Linked DNA regions of Pan troglodytes: region 2 is linked to region 1. The links are chromatin contacts, called in public HiChIP or PLAC-seq maps. All regions are on one chromosome and are shown on one strand. Each heading gives the region's core, a stretch centred on a gene start, on an enhancer-like site or on the middle of the called end of the contact. The rest is flanking DNA. Distances are from core to core; before and after follow the strand shown.

What was found. HiChIP or PLAC-seq counts read pairs in DNA pulled down with a chosen protein or histone mark.
Region 2: a contact with region 1 is called in an H3K4me3 HiChIP or PLAC-seq map of stem cell-derived excitatory neurons, with 6 times the contacts expected there. The contact joins the promoter of TXNRD1 here to the promoter of NFYB in region 1. A contact is called at or near these places in 1 of 7 Hi-C or Micro-C datasets (stem cell-derived neural progenitor cells) and 1 of 1 datasets of contacts at active chromatin or transcription factors (stem cell-derived excitatory neurons).

What each region holds. Positions count from the first base shown.
Region 1 is chr10:110,945,880-110,950,433 of NHGRI_mPanTro3-v2.0_pri, reverse strand. It overlaps NFYB (nuclear transcription factor Y subunit beta), which reads left to right and starts at 2,898. Exons shown (of 6, transcript XM_054664631.2): 1 at 2,898-3,038.
Region 2 is chr10:111,093,911-111,099,140 of NHGRI_mPanTro3-v2.0_pri, reverse strand. It overlaps TXNRD1 (thioredoxin reductase 1), which reads right to left and starts at 1,843. Exons shown (of 15, transcript NM_001122669.2): 1 at 1,693-1,843.

The DNA of each region.
Region 1 (4,554 bases), core at 1,649-4,148:
GGGATCAGGGAAGTCCCTCATTGAAGGGGCAAGACCTCAGTGATGAAAAGAAGCCAGTGAGGATCTTAAGGCTGGTGCGTGTGTGAGGAGCAATGCATAGGCCAGTGGGTCTAGAGGGTGGTGAGGTCAGGGTTGAGGAAGAGCCACAAGCCGGGTGGGAGAGGGAAGCTGAAGCCAGATCCTTCTAGGCCTCAGTGCATAGAATGGATTGAGAAGAGTGGAGCAAGAGAAGAATCAGGAAGGTGGAAGTGGAGACAATATTCTACTAGACACTGTCCTCATGGGAATTTTACGAGACCTCATTGAAGTGATGAAGTAAAAACTGTGAAGTCTTCATGGGGCCAGGGATTCTGTTTCATTGTTTGCTTAATTATGATGCCTAGAGAAATGGCGATATGAACTAACTGGCAGCTGTGGTGTACAGACTCGAAATAAAGACACTCAATTACCTGTCTCTGACTTTGAATGCAAAGACTAGGTTAGCTGCAGTGTTTTTTCCAAGACTAAATTATGATCTTGGCCTTCCTCTTTCACCAAGTCATCAGAAAAATGGTTAACATTTATTGGGGGCTTCCTGAAATAGACACAGAAGAAACAGAGGACACAGAAGAAACAGAGAACACAGGTTGGTTGTCAAGGCAGGATGACCTAGGATCCAACTGCAGAGGGGATGTGGACCGGGTTCCATTTCTCCTAGAGTTCTGGCTCCTCAGGGTAAGGAGAGTGATTCATTCACCTTTGTAGCCCTTGGGCTCCTAGTACAATGCCTGCAGAATGTAGGAGCTGATATTACCTTTTAGTGGAATTTGAATTAAGCACGTAGTTTAGATCCACAGTACTGAAATGATAAACTATTAACTCAGAAAAGTAGTCATCTTCACATCTTTTGGTTCACCATCCAGAATTGGGAGAAGGATTAGTCATCTTTCTCCCAATTCTTTTTTTTTTTTTTTTTTTCTTTTTTGAGACAGAGTTTCATTCTTGTCGCCCAGGCTGGAGTGCAATGGCGCGATCTCGGCTCACCGCAACCTCCGCCTCCTGGGTTCAAGTGATTCTCCTGTCTCAGCCTCTCGAGTAGCTGGGATTACAGGCATGCGCCACCACGCCCGGCTAATTTTGTATTTTTTAGTACAGACGGGGTTTCTCCATGTTGGTCAGGCTGGTCTCGAACTCCCGACCTCAGGTGATCGGCCTGCCTTGGCTTCCCAAAGTGCTGGGATTACAGGCGTGAGCCACCATGCCCAGCCCCTTCTCCCAATTCTATTACTTTATATTTCCTGCCTTTGAACCTTTGAACACATCATTTCACTCCTTAATCTCCACTTTATGGGTAAGCATAGAGAAAGGGAGAAATTAAACTCAGGCCAATTTTTTCTTTTTTCTTTTTTTTAAGCAAATAACACCTTTTAAATGTTTGATGGAGATTGAAGAAATTCATGCTATATAAAGATCTTAGGATAACTTTTTTTTTTTTTTTGAGATGGAGTCTTGCTGTGTCACCTAGGCTGGAGTGCAATGGTGTGATCTCGGCTCACTGCAACCTCTGCCTCCCGGGTTCAAGCGATTCTCCTGCCTCAGCCTCCTGAGTAGTTGGGATTACAGGCGCCCACCACCACGCCCGGCTAATTTTTGTATTTTTAGTAGAGACCGGGTTTCGCCATGTTAGTCAGGCTGGTCTCGAACTCCTGACCTCAGATGATCGGCCTGCTTCGGCCTCCCAAAGTGCTGGGATAACTTTTTTTTTTTTTTAAAGGGCTTTCTATGTATACATTATCCCAAACAACCCTGAGAAGCAGACATTTGGCCAAGATCACAAGCCAGTAAGAAGGGGGGTTGGAATTCAAGTCAGGTTGTCTGATGACAGTGGCATTGCTACTTACTCCTCTTGTCACAATTTGGGGCTTTCATTTGTCTTTTCTTCCATACTTGCCGCAGAAATGTTTAAATACTCTGAGAAACAGTAGGAACTCTATAAATAAAAGATCTCTGTATTTTTACATAATCAAAGCTGGAGAGTTTAATGTGGTGCAGGCCACTCGGTTAGTGGAAGCAGAGGGCATGCCATCCCCAGCTCCGGTTGCAGTGAGTGGATCCAGTGTTGGATTACCCACCTCTGGGATGGTCACTGCTAAGCGAAGCTGGACTCAGGACTGCAGTTTGAGAAAGACAGCGAAGGAGCTTGGCTGCACAGAGGCAAGAACGGGCCACGGATTCTTGCAGCCAAAATGTCATCTGGTTGGGAAAAGCCGCTTGTCAATCTGCAGCTACTAGAGGGGTGGGGGTGGGTGGAAAATGCAGCATCTTAAGTTCAAGATTCAGGGTGAAGGCTGGCTAGACTTAGCAGGGGTCTGCATCTTTAGATGAAATGTGAAAAACACCCAAGCTCAGGGACCAAATGACAGGGAGCGCTGTGCATGCGGCGACGCTAACAGGGACCCAAGGAAAGAAAACACGAGGCGCTGAAGGCGCTCCAGGAGGCCCCCGCCGTTCAGACCCTCCCGGTGGCTCAGGCGCGTCGTCCTAGGGGGCGGCTTCTGTCCTTGGTTTCCCCTTCTTAAAAATCCAGGCGCAGGCAGGCTGAGCTCAGGCGGCTGAGGCACCTCCACGTGGCGGGGGAAGGGGTGACAAAGAGAGGGACGCCCGAGAGATCCCGCTTCGCACAGGCCCGGGTCAGCACCGGGAAGGAGGCCCGCCTAGACCCGAACGGCGCGCCCGGGTAGCGCCCTGGAAGACCTCGCGCCTAGAAGAGCGGCATACGGAGCGACGCGGCGGCCTCACAGGAACGCGGGACTGGGCCGGGGGCGGGGCGGGGGTGGGGCGGGGCCGGGGGTGGGGCGGGGCGGGGCGGGGCCGCGGCGGGCGGGCGCGCGGGCGGCGCGGAGGGAGGGTGTCGCGCCGAGGGAAGCGGCCCGCGGCGGAGGGAGGGGAGGCCGAGTCCTGGAAGCGGAGCTCCGCGCTGGGACTGGTTCCTTCGCAGCCATTTTCTGTCCAACCAAACAGCCGATTGGAGACGGGAGCCAACCAGGGCTGCATTGGAGGTTTGTGTCTCGCTTCGGCCAATGATCGCTCCTAAACCGACTCCACTTTAGCTCGAATGAAATGTCCGTCTCCTCCCGGCGCCGTCCCCGCCGCCAACGCCGCCGCGGCCGGGGGCACTCGCCTCCCGCCCTCCCGCGCGGGCCGAGGCCGGGGCCCGCGCCTGCGAGGCCGCTCCCGCAGCGGGCCGGGCCGGGGAGCGGGCGCGGGGCCGCGGCGCGGCTCTTTGTGCGCCGGGCAGAGGAGCGGCGGGACGCGGGCCAGGCCACCTTACCCTCGCCGCCGTTGAGCTCCGGGCCCGGGGCCGAGGAGGGGCCGCGGGGCTGCGTCGGGGCCCCGCGCTCGACGGCGTCCCGGGCCGGCTCCATTTTGTGCGGGGAGCCGGCCGAGGGGCGGGAGACGCGGCCCGGGCCCTGGCCCCGTAGCCCCGGCCGCGGCGCGAGTCCCCGGGGGCGCCCCCCTCCCGCCCGCGGGGCTGTGGCGGGGCCCGGCGCTTTGTCTGCCCGCACATCCCGGGGGCCGCGCGGCGGGTGGGAGGCAGGCGTTGGGCGCGGGGCCGGGGCGGCCGGGCGAGTCAGGGGATGAGCTCTGGGGGCCTGCCTCCTGGCACTCGCAGGGCTGACAGGTCGCCGGGACCGGGCCGTGGGGCCGGGGCCACCCAGGCACCTGCGTGGGGAGGAAGGCATGGCTTTAGCTTCCCCGCAGCCTGGTTTGCGCGTAAAGAATGCAGCCATCTGGCGGCTTGCGGTCCCTGGACTTGCCCCGAAGGTGGGAAGGAAGCCCTTCGGATTGGACTAAGGTTTTAATCATTAGTGGTGGGAGGCGGGAGGATATGCAGGGCCTTAAGGAACGGTAGTCTTAGAGAACAAAGAATTACAGAGCACCCACAAATCGTAATCTCGCCCAAAGCACTCTAACAGGATAATTTAAACAAGGTTAGGTAGCCTGCGACCTTTAAAAAAAATGGCATCCCACTAACCCGCATGGACCCCATAGTTGCGTGGTTCGTGCTACAAATCACTGGGGTGGTTTCATCTCTCTTAGTATGGAAACTAATCAGCAACATAAAGTGATGAAAGCAAAAGGATCAATATCAGTGGCACTAATCAGTGGGGGTTTTATTTGTAAAGTATTGAAAGTTTAACCAAAATTCCTTAAAAGGCAAATTATTCCTTCCCTGCATTGCTCTTGTATCTTAATTTAAGGATTACTGTATATTGATGCAAAACTCTGGTTGTTGATGCCAAAGAATGGAGGGTGGAGGAAGGGACTACTGCTTTTCTTGGATACAAATTTGCATTTCTTAAAACATTAAACAGATGTATGCATTCCCTTGAGCTTTTACATATATCAACCTGCCCTTAAGAAAATATATACCATATGAGGTGACAGTGTTTTTCTTTAATGTACTGAGTCTAAATATATACTGAATCAACTATTTGGGTGAGTGAGTGTGGTGTGGTATGACTCCCTGCCCACACCCCCCTCCCCCATTCCAAGCAAAATACATAAATATAG
Region 2 (5,230 bases), core at 594-3,093, 150 kb before region 1:
CTTGCAAGTTAGCATGACTTGCTGCATTTCTGACAAAGGCTAGAACTCACAATCAAGCTTGGAGTCTGACCCCGGCAAATCCGCACACTGGCTGAAAACATGGCCTCAAGGCTAGCTGTAAACGTCAGAGTTGTAGTCAGGGTTAAATCATTGCACTACTCCGCTAAAATTAAACGTCCTACTTTCCCGGTAAATCCCCAATTCAGAAAAGCTTCAAAAAAGAAGCTTAATACACGTTTATCTCAACTTTCACAAAACACCTCCCAGTTTGATCTTGCTTTCAACTCTGCATCTATACTGAATGCCAAAATCCAACTTCCAACGTTTCCTTGACATTTGAAACCGTGGAGCAAAATTAAGAACACTCTGCCTACCTGGTGCATTCTTAAAAAGAATCCTGAAGCAATACACAACGCTACAGATGAAACTAGGCACTAATGGTAAAATTTCACAAAGGGGTGAACTCAGTGGAACATACAGATTCCACAGTTACACTGACATGAGGCCTATTCATTAGACATAAATCACGCCAACATTCAAAAGTATAGCTGCTTATTTGGGAGGCCGAGGCGGGTGGATCATGAGGTCAGGAGTTCAAGACCAGCCTGGCCAAGATGGTGAAACCCTGTCTCTACTAAAAATACAAAAATTAGCCGGGCGCGGTGGCAGGTGCCTGTAATCCCAGCTACTCAGGAGGCTGAGGCAGGAGAATCGCTTGAACCCAGGGGGCGAAGGTTGCAGTGAGCCCAGATCGTGCCACTGCACTCCAGCCTGGGCGACAGAATGAGACTCCGTCTCAAAAAACAAACAAACAAAAAAACCAACAAAAAACAAAAAACAAAGTATAGCTGCTTAATTGTAATAATAGTAGCTAACATGTCTATACTGCTTCACATATATTTACATTTCAACTTCACAACCACTCTACAAGTAAGTATTACCAGGCCCAACTTACAGAGAGGGAAACAGGTACAGAAAAGCTAAGAAACTTGTCCAAGCTCAAGGAGCTACTCAAAAGCAGCGGCAGGATTCAAACCCAGGCAATGTGGTCGACGCGTTTAATCACTATCCTGTACTGCCTGAGAGAGTGAGGAAGCCCTGGGGTCGTCGTCGCCGCCCCATTTAATAGTCTGTGTCCAGCTGGGCACGCCACTTGATCTTTCTGAGCCTTGCTTTCCCCACTTGTAAAAACATGGAGACCCCATGTGTTTTGCCAACGTCTCAGGATTTCTGAGGATTAAATGGTGTGAAAATTCCTAGAGAAGCATTCTTACATAGTTATACTTTCTTAATGTTCTCAAGGATCTGTCAGTCCACTCAACACATTGTCATCTACATTTCAAGACTCGGACTCTGTAAGAAACGATACAATACCCATTTTCTCCGCTGTTCTGCAAACTGTCTCTACAAAGACCAAGAGGAAGGAAACCGCCAGCCTACAGGCGCCGGCCTCACCTACCACATGCTGAAGCTTTGTGTGACTGGGTCGAAACCGCACACGCCACGAAGCTGCCTGGGTTTGGAAAAGCCTCCCCGTCTGCTCAGACACGCCTTAAAATATCTTCCCTTCCCGGAGACGCACACTGCTGCACCCAGGCGCAATGCTGTCTTCCCCGCCGGCAGGCCGTCCCCCCGCGTGCTCCCATCCCTGGGCTCGCGGCTTTGTCTGGTTTCACCCGACGCAGAGCTTACAAGAATTTGAGAATGATGAAGACATCAGGCCCTCCTTCAGGACTCGACCACCTTTCGCTCTGCTGCAAATGCCGGAGTGAAGAAAACTGAGGTGAAACGGTTGCTGTTTCCTAATGGCTACGAGAAGCCACGCCCTGCGCCGAGCGGGCGGGGTAACTGCCAGAGTCAGAATGACAAAGCAGAAATCCACTCCTCGTGCAGCCCTGGCAACCTATGCTAATTGGCCTAGTAAGCTGAGAGCTCCTAATTGGGTGACACCACATCCTCTGCCTGCTCATAGCCGCCCCCAACCTAAGAACAGAGCAAAAACAATTTAAGGCAATTCTGGAACCAAATTTGGAATAAGTGTGTTTTTACTGAAGAAATTAGACTACGCCCTAAGGCAGTAGCTACAGAACTTTGCTAGCTGTTGTCATCACGTGAGGGTCTTTAGAATCCTGGTGCCTGGCTCCCACCCCTAGACATTCTGATGTCATTGGTGTGGAGTGTGACCTGGGCCTCTGCGTTTAAAAAAAAAAAAAAAAAAAAAAAAAAACTCCAAAGGTGATTCGAGTTGGCAGCAAAGTTTGGGACCCACTGCCTTAAGGTCATGGATTAGTCAGTTTGGCAGTTCCCTAAAGGAAGTTATTAGGCTTTTGAAAAGAAATGTCTAGTTCATCCTGACTAATCCTGAAAAGAAATGACAAATTCTTAGGAACACACCTAACTTCCCCTGAGAGCACCTCTTCCTTATCAGATTCTAAGTTTGGTATTTATTGTTTTTTTTAAGAAAAACTCAGAGTGTCTTTTAACTCCAGCTGCACCCAGCCACCTGCAGCTACTAAGGTGAGCCATGCTCTCTCATGCTTCCCTGCTCTTACTCATGTTCTTATTCAGCACTGTGCACTAGCAGGCTATGAATATTTGCTGAATAAATACATAATAACTGAATGAAGGAAGGAATGAATGTCTTTCCCACTTCTTTGATAATGCCAGATTGAAGCAGTCTCAGGTGAGAGCGTTGCGGGCTCCTAACAGCCAGTAGAAGCCACACTCCCTCTAAACAAACAGGCAACCACTGCCAGGTCCTGCCAGGCCCTTCCAAGGTGAAACTCAGAGGCTTGATTTAGCTTCTTCACCCTCTAAATGGGCACACACACACACTACACACACTAACTTGACACTTCCCCTATAAGGTGATTATTGACATGAGTGTTTGATTATTGACATGAGTGTTTCACCTGATTCTGGAGTCCCTAGAACAGAGAATGGATCTAGTACATGGGTGTTGAGGAAACAATGTGATTTAAGGAGGAAAGAAGGAAAAACATGAAAAGACTGGGTCTAAGGGAGAACACAAAACATTTACTCCTGGCTCCCAAGCCAAGTTCTGTATTAATCATTTTATATGCCTTTATCTCATTTAGTCTACCCAATGACCCATGAACCAGGGTCATAAACTCCTCATTCTTAGAAATATATTGAAAATACACCTTATTTCAAAAGCATGACTTAGGACACAGAAGGATCATTTAACTTGAAATAATGTACTAAAAGCAAGTAATAAGGATTGATTTGAAGAGGCTTGCCATTAAAAGCATCTTGTATAGACAGCTCAGAGTGATTATAATTAATATTTTCTAACGGCATTCCAAAACAGGCTAGATAAGGCATTTTAACTTCACATTGTTCCTAAGTGAGCAAATTATAGCAAAGATGCCCAGAGTAGCACCATGTAGTTATTTTTCTTTAAATTAAAATCACCATTTTAAAACCATCTTCTTTTCTTTCAAATCCTTCTTGCTGCTGTTAATAGCCCAGATGCCTTACCCTTGTCGTGAATTCTAGAGGAAAAACTCCTTAGTTCTATTTAGTTGCTGGTTAACGGAAGAAGAACCTCATCTTCTTCCACCATTTCTCACCATGCAGCAATTTATTTATTTATTTGTTTGTTTGTTTGTTTGACAGTCTCTTGCTCTGTTGCTGTGGCTGGAGTGCAGTGGCGCATCTCAGCTCACTGCAACCTCCACCTCCCTGCTTCCAGCGATTCTCATGCCTCAGCCTCCCAAGTAGCTGGGACTACAGGCATGCACCACCACACCTGGCTAATTTTTTGTATTTTTAGTAGAAATGGGGTTTCAACACGTTGGCCAGGATGGTCAAACTCCTAGCCTCAAGGGATCCGTCTGCTTCAGCCTCCCAAAGTGCTGGGATTACAGGTGTGAGCCACCGTGCCTGGCCGTAGCAAATCATAAACATAAAATGTTTTAATCATACATTTTGCATCTCTTGACTGGGCTCATTCTTCCTTTTCAGAATTATCTTCCCTCCCTAAGGGCCTAGTCCTTCAAAGCTCATCTGAAATGTCACCTCCTCTGGGAGTCTTCCTGGATTTTCACCCAGTGTTAATTGCTCCTTCCCTCTTCTTTGTCCCCCAAATACCTAATAATAATTACAAATCTTCTACAAGAGCTTTGGATAGGCAAACCTTTGTTTATTTTGTCTTTACAGAACCTGGTATATAGTAGGTACTCAGAAAATGCTGGAAATAGACCTCTCTATGTTCCTGAACTGTCATCTAAGCTACAACAAATTTATGCAGGTGTTTGATAAAGGCTCCTATTGTATTAAACTACTGTTCTACCTATAATAAGCCTTTCTCTCATACACACACACACACACCATACTGAGCTAGAATAATCTTTCTAACACCTAAATCTTCTTTACTCAAACCTTCAGTAGCTCTCTAGGGCCCTCAATATGAAGTCCAAGCTTCTCAGTCGCGTTGACATGGCAAGGCCCACCCTTGCTGAACCTAGCTGTCCACATATTCTGTACTCCACTTAAAGCAGGAAACATTGCTGAAGGAAACACAGAAATTAAAAGTGATTTCACTTTAAAGTTAAGACCACAAACTTCAAATGTATCCTCAATGTTGCCCAGCAATCCTTTGCATCCCTGGAATATTTGTTTTCTCAGGATCCAAAATGACAGTTTCACACGTATCCCTCTTTCCTCAAACTTCTAATGCCCCTACACCTTGCATTAGCTCATGACCTACTTTCTACTTTAAGAAAATAGCATCAATCAGACAGAACTCCCTTAACCAGCAAGCTGCCATATTCTCTGCCTTCACTCTTATTATTTCCTGATGAGAAAAAAAGTGGTAGGTAGTGAAGTCAGGAGTAGCCAGAGGTCAGACCCATTATCAGGCCACAGTCAGGATTTTGGATTTCATTTTATTTTTTTATTTTTTTGAGACGGAGTCTTGCTCTTTCGCCCAGGCTGGAGTGCAGTGGCCCGATCTCAGCTCACTGCAAGCTCCGCCTCCTGGGTTCACGCCATTCTCCTGCCTCAGCCTCCTGAGTAGCTGGGACTACAGGCGCCTGCCACCACGCCCGGCTAATTTTTTCTATTTTTAGTAGAGACGGGGTTTCACCGTGTTAGCTAGGATGGTCTCGATCTCCTGACCTCGTGATCCGCCCGCCTCGGCCTCCCAAAGTGCTGGGATTACAGGTGTGAGCCACCGCGCCCGGCCGTCATTTTATTTTTATTTATT